Regions from separate parts of the Mus musculus genome. Here region 2 is linked to region 1. Evidence: chromatin contacts called from public Hi-C data. All regions are on one chromosome and are shown on one strand. The core of a region is the stretch at or near the end of the contact, and the rest is flanking DNA. Distances in the headings are between cores, read along the strand shown.

Region 1 (2,709 bases), core at 144-2,643:
TACCACCCAGGCCCAGAAACACAGACCAGGTAACCACAGACAGAAACTCTGAACTTATGAGTCAAGTAAACCTTTGTTCCTTAGAAGTCATTTTGTTTCATCAAGAAACAGTCGAGTGAAATATTGGCTATCTGAAGGGGAAACACAAGGTCTGAGACGAGAGAAAATTGCACAGGATGAGATTAGTAGTGCACTGCAGATTAGTGAACTTGGAGACCAAAAAATCCACTCAAGTGGCCATCAGTACTGTGCTTGCCAAGTTTGCATGAGAACTGGGCTCCATCCCAGAAGTCCATATGGAACTGGGCATGGTACCGTGTGCGTGTAATCATGCTGTGGGTCATGGAGAATGGTGAATGCCGGAGCTCCTGGGCCAGCCAGTATAGCCTACTGGGTCATCCCAGGCCAACCAAGAGACCCTGCCTCAAAATCAACATGTCAGCACTGGAGAAACTGCCCTGGAGGTTGACCCCCAGGAAGGCACACAAATGTGCCGCCCTGTGTGTACATGCGCACTGCACCCTAAAGGAAGCAGGAGGCAGTGGGCTGTATTTTTCCAAATTTGAAGAAACTATACACTCTCAAATCCAAAAATCTCAATGGGTCCTAAACAAAGAACTGTGAAGAGGCCTCTGCCAGAGCTGCATAAGATGCCTGAGGCTGGTGGGGGAGTCTCAGAAGCAGACCCCTCAGTAAACAAAGTCCATGTGTAGATGAGCAGCAATGAGAGTGATGTCAGACTCCTCATCACAAGTCCTCAGACTCCTCATCAGAAATAAGTGCAGAAGACAAGAGGGAACCTCGGGTTTTGTTGTTATTGTTCTTGGGAGGGGGAGTGTAGGGGGTGTGTGTTTTGTTTTGCTTTCTGTTTTGATACAGGGTATCAGTATATAGCCCCTGGCTCAGCTGGAACTCACTATATAGACTAAGCTGACCTTGAACTCACAGACACCTACCTAACTACCTACCTACCTACCTGTGCCTCCCAAATGCTAGGAAAAGAAACAAAATGTCAACAAGAGTTCTCCACTCAACAAAAATACCTTTCAAAGAAATGAATAGTAAGTATTTTCTCAGATTTGCAAAGCCGAATGAATGCAACTTCTACATACACACTAGGAGAATATTAAGGGTCTTTCAGGCCAAGAGAAAATGATGTACTGCAATCTGCATCTGCTCAAAAGACTAGGGGGAAAGAAAAAAAAAAAAAAACTGGAAGTGCTAAGCAAGTCTGTGTAAAATAGGGTTTTCATGTTATTTAAATGGTTTTTAAAAGAACAATGTAACCAGGATAAGGAACCATTAGCTGAAAATACCCAGGGCCCCCTGCATCCAGGAACAAACTGCTGAAGGCTGCCTTATCTAGATTCTTATGAGGTCACCACAAGAGGCAAACTCCAGGGAAACCCTTCACAAGTGAGTGTTTACAGCCATGTGGGAGTCTGGCTCTCCTGGTATGGGCAGGAATGCTGCAGGGTTGATTTGATTTGTAGGAAACACAACCACTACTGCTTACATCTGCGGCTCAGCTGGACCCGGCAAGCTGGACCTTAAGGCTGAGGTAGAGCTGAGTCTTCTTCTGCATCAGTGTAAGATGTCAAAGTGCAGTTCCACGGCTGGCAGCAGATTACAAAGGGAAAAGGCCATGGTCCGCATGGAGTCCATTCTTCGGGGAAGCTGGTTTTACTGGAGCTGTGACAGAGAAGTGGTGTGGATTATCATCACTCACGCTTCCTGCCACCACCTCTCAAGCAAAGATGTTCATTGGCTTGGCGGTCACCATGGATCCCCTTATGGAAGCTGCATTTCTGTTCTTGGCTGTCCTCCACCTTGCCTGGGTCCTCCCACTCCTCTAACCATTGCTTTCTGGTATGACTGACTCTTCCTACCTTTCCAGGGAAAAATGTGCTGTTGGCTCTGCCCGAGTCCTGTCCTTTCCCCTGTTTCCCGCCCTTTGATGTGTCACACATGCCTACTGCTGTCCTTGACTGTTCTGATGACTCCAAGGTCACTCTCCAATCCAAGCACCCAGGCCACCATGACCATGACACACCTGCCTTCCTCCGTGTGCCCACCTTTCTGACTGTTCACCTACTCTGGAGCCCTAACTGTCTGCTTCCTCTTCTGACTTAGCTGTGACAAAACACCATGACCAAACACGAAGTTAGGGAGGAAAGGGTTTATTGGGCTTACACTTCTACATTGTAGTTCATCACTGAAGGGAAGCCAAGGACAGGAACGCAAACAGGGAGAAACCTGGAGGCAGAGGCCATGGAGGGGCGTTGCTTACTGGCTTAATCCATATGGCTTCCTCAGCCTTCTTTCTTATAGAACCCAGGACCACCAGTCCAGGGCTACCATTGCCCACAAGGGGCTGGGACCTCCCCATCAATCACTAATTAAGAAATGCTCTATATGCTGGCCCACAGCCGGATCTTATGAAGGTGTTTTCTCAATCAAGGTTTCTCTTCTCAGAAGACTACAGTGTGTCAAGTTGACATAAATGTAGCCAGCACTCCATCTTTCCACTCAGAGAGTGAACTACTCCAGCACAGTAGCAGCAGAAGTCTTCATAGCTGCCGACTGCCCGATTAGCACCTGCCACAAACTGGGGTGAGGGCAGGGCGAGCGGGTGGGTGGCTAAATCTTGCCAGGAATTTCAATTCTACAACCAGCATTCAAGACATAGATTGTGAATAGCCACAATTG
Region 2 (2,700 bases), core at 88-2,587, 110 kb before region 1:
TTCAAGGAGGTCCCCGCAAAACTATTCACCGAGGGCTGGAAGTAGAAATACCCAAACACTTGTCAGAGGTGGAATAGTGGGTAAACTGAGGCAGACATATAGAGACACACACTAAATAGTAACAGGACGAACAAACTAAAAACCCTGAGACGACGTGCTGATGAATCACCAGGGAAAGACTGAAGGAAAGAACTCAGCGTGAAAGCTACTCAAGGGTCCTATTTATACAGAGTCCAAGGTAGGCGAGTGATCCGCGAGGAAAGTCAGGGCCACTGTGACTAAAGGGCACACTGAAACACTCCCAGTGTACAGTTGGGGACGCTTTCCTTATGGACCCGAATGGGTGTTCATCTGGTGAAAAGCCACGAGCTGCATTCTTGTCATCTTTCTCTACTACACCAGGCTTCCACTTAAAAGTTCGCTTTAAAGACTAAGGAAGGTCCTCAACGGTGACCTCTCTGCCAGAGACAGCAGCTCTGTGCCCTGTGAGCTGGCCACCTTTTATAAACCTCTCTAACACATTCCCACTTGCGCTCCTTCAAAAAGCTGCTGCCTATGCGCCCGTCACCTTCTGTGTCAGTCCCCCTGTCTGAAGTACCTCGCCTACAGGACTGTATTTAGCAACAGCCACCTATGAGATGAGACATCTGGTCCTCTGTGAGATGACCTGGAATCCACAGGCTTGAATCCTCCTCATCCAAGAGTCTCACGTTTGCATCTCATTTGGCCTGTGAGGTTGACCACTGCCAGAGAAAACCCCAGGCAGGAGAGACGCACACTGTGAAGTGAGGTCTCTGCCCTTAAGTCCGCACCCCTACAGCCTCTGGAGGTAAGGTGGAGCAGGTGGCTGGGGTTGGGGGTAATGTGCACGCCCAGGTGAAAATCACATCTACATAGAAAAGAAGTCGAGACATGAGGATGAACTCCTGCTCTGTGGCCGGGTACACATGTGCACGGACAGACAGCCTCACTCCTGTAGGAAGCGTCACTGAGAGGCCCAGGCTGTACCAGATGCTTCTCAGGGGCACCAACAGTGGGCTACCCCCACAGCCGGCTCACTTACCCAGCCTGAGATCACAGATTGAGTCTTTTACCATGATACCTCCAGGCCCCAGAAAGGGGATGCTGCACAAAGGTACTTAGTGGGCATGACAGGGACAGAAGGGGAAGTGAGAACTGAAAGAGACAGGGAGGGAGGGAGGGAGAGAAGGGAAGGATGGAAGGAGACAGGCAAAAAGAACAGAACTAAGTTGCTATTTGGATCAACTATAAACTATACTCTCTTGAGTGAAACATTCATGAACTGACTAGACACTAGTTTCAATCTGAGGTGAGGTATCTTCCATTCTAGGGCCCCTTCTCTAACCTCCTCCAGCCTTGTCTCAAGGCTCCTGCCAGCCATTTGCCCCTGGAGGCTCTGCACAGCTTTTCCTCTGTCCTTCTTCATGCCCCCTCCCCCTCTGCCACCTGTTTTCCAGGTGCTGCTTTCAGACCAAGACAAGTAAAACAGGGCAGATGGTCGGATGTTCTACCCAGTCCCCTGTAACTCACCACTCTGCCCATTTTCCTAAACTAGGAGCCTGGGTAAGTTCTAAGACTTCAGCTTGGGCCATTGTGCCCAGAAGGGAGAGAGAAACCTTGGGCCATCTGGGGTAGAGGGTACAGTTGGCAGATCTCCACACATCTGATGTTATGATCCAGGCTACCATCAGAGAGAAGAGAGCACCAGGGAGACTTTCTCCCCAGGTCTCAGTGGTACATTCCCCCTCCACCCCACTTTGCTGACCAGTGGTTTTATGGAGGGGGATGGGATGGTGGAGAGGGTTTAGGGCATCAGCTCCCTGGGACTGCGCCCAGCTGGCCTGCTGTGAGTGGCTCCGGCCTCCCTGGGCTTAGGGGGCTGAGCCTTACGCAGCCTTGTTTATCCCTGGGAGGAATGATGGTTCTCCCTGAGCAATGACATCTTGGAAACGGACAGACTCCACAAACAACAACAAACCTCCCTGGGCTGCCGCTTGTGCTTGCACGAGAAGGCTTCTAACCCAGAGGCGCCTGAGTAAGAGGCAGAAAGGCTACAGGCTGCTTCTCAGCTGAGCTTTGCCTTGACCACGGCTCTCGGACCTAAGTCTGCAGAGAACCAGAGAACCCAGTGGCTGGAGCATGCCTAGCAATATCTGATCCAGTTCCTTTGCTCCAAAAAGGGAAACTGAGCTAGAAACACAGGTGAATCTATGCCCAAGCTTCGCAGATCAGGAATGAGAAGCAACTGGGTCTCTTGGGCTTTCTCTGCCAGGCACATTGCCTTTCTAGAGGTCAGCGGGCCCAAAAGGGGTGCCGCTGGGAGTGCAAGAGAAAGAGAGGGCGCTCCAAGATGAAGCTCATATACCCTGAGATACGCAATAGGGAGAGGCTTGGGCTGAGCAACCGGAATCCTCGGTTCCGTGTAACTTCGGGTGAAAAGTCTCCTTTCTCCCTCAATCCCTTCTCTATCCAGAAGGTAATCAGAATCCATCAGCTCCAGATGCTCAGAGAACTAATAGGAAGCAGCGTTTGTGTCTTCTGAGAGAGCCAGGCAGACCCTCTGGTGGAAGACTTAGTGTTCAAGATCTAGCCCAAGTAATGACCGCTCCAAAGGGGTCCAAGAAGCTGAGCTGCAAGCCCCGGTAGTCTGTGCAAATGACCATGAGTGTTACAATAGAT

The links. Hi-C and Micro-C count contacts between places; a contact is called where the count stands out from the background.
Region 2: a contact with region 1 is called in a Hi-C map of uterus, with 3 times the contacts expected there. The contact joins two enhancer-like sites. A contact is called at or near these places in 15 of 39 promoter capture datasets (the C10 cell line, the HPC-7 cell line, cranial neural crest and 10 more), 2 of 15 datasets of contacts at CTCF or cohesin (CD8 T cells and pro-B cells), 51 of 484 Hi-C or Micro-C datasets (B cells, CD4 T cells, CD8 T cells and 31 more), 32 of 115 datasets of contacts at active chromatin or transcription factors (the 230-238 cell line, CD8 T cells, DN3 thymocytes and 24 more) and 4 of 9 other capture datasets (adipose tissue, liver, macrophages and 1 more).

The regions. Positions count from the first base shown.
Region 1 is chr4:62,565,490-62,568,198 of GRCm38.p6, reverse strand. It overlaps a transcript of Rgs3 not described here. Among named protein-coding and RNA genes, the nearest start is that of 4933430I17Rik, 41 kb to the right of the region's middle. Within about 2 kb of position 1,393, at least 15 of the 459 cell types and tissues checked have an H3K27ac peak or open chromatin away from gene starts, as enhancers often do. A contact at or near this core is called in uterus, where this site is marked.
Region 2 is chr4:62,676,523-62,679,222 of GRCm38.p6, reverse strand. All of the region lies in intron 10 of Rgs3 (regulator of G-protein signaling 3), which reads right to left. Among named protein-coding and RNA genes, the nearest start is that of Gm52741, 7.9 kb to the right of the region's middle. Within about 2 kb of position 1,337, at least 11 of the 459 cell types and tissues checked have an H3K27ac peak or open chromatin away from gene starts, as enhancers often do. A contact at or near this core is called in uterus, where this site is marked.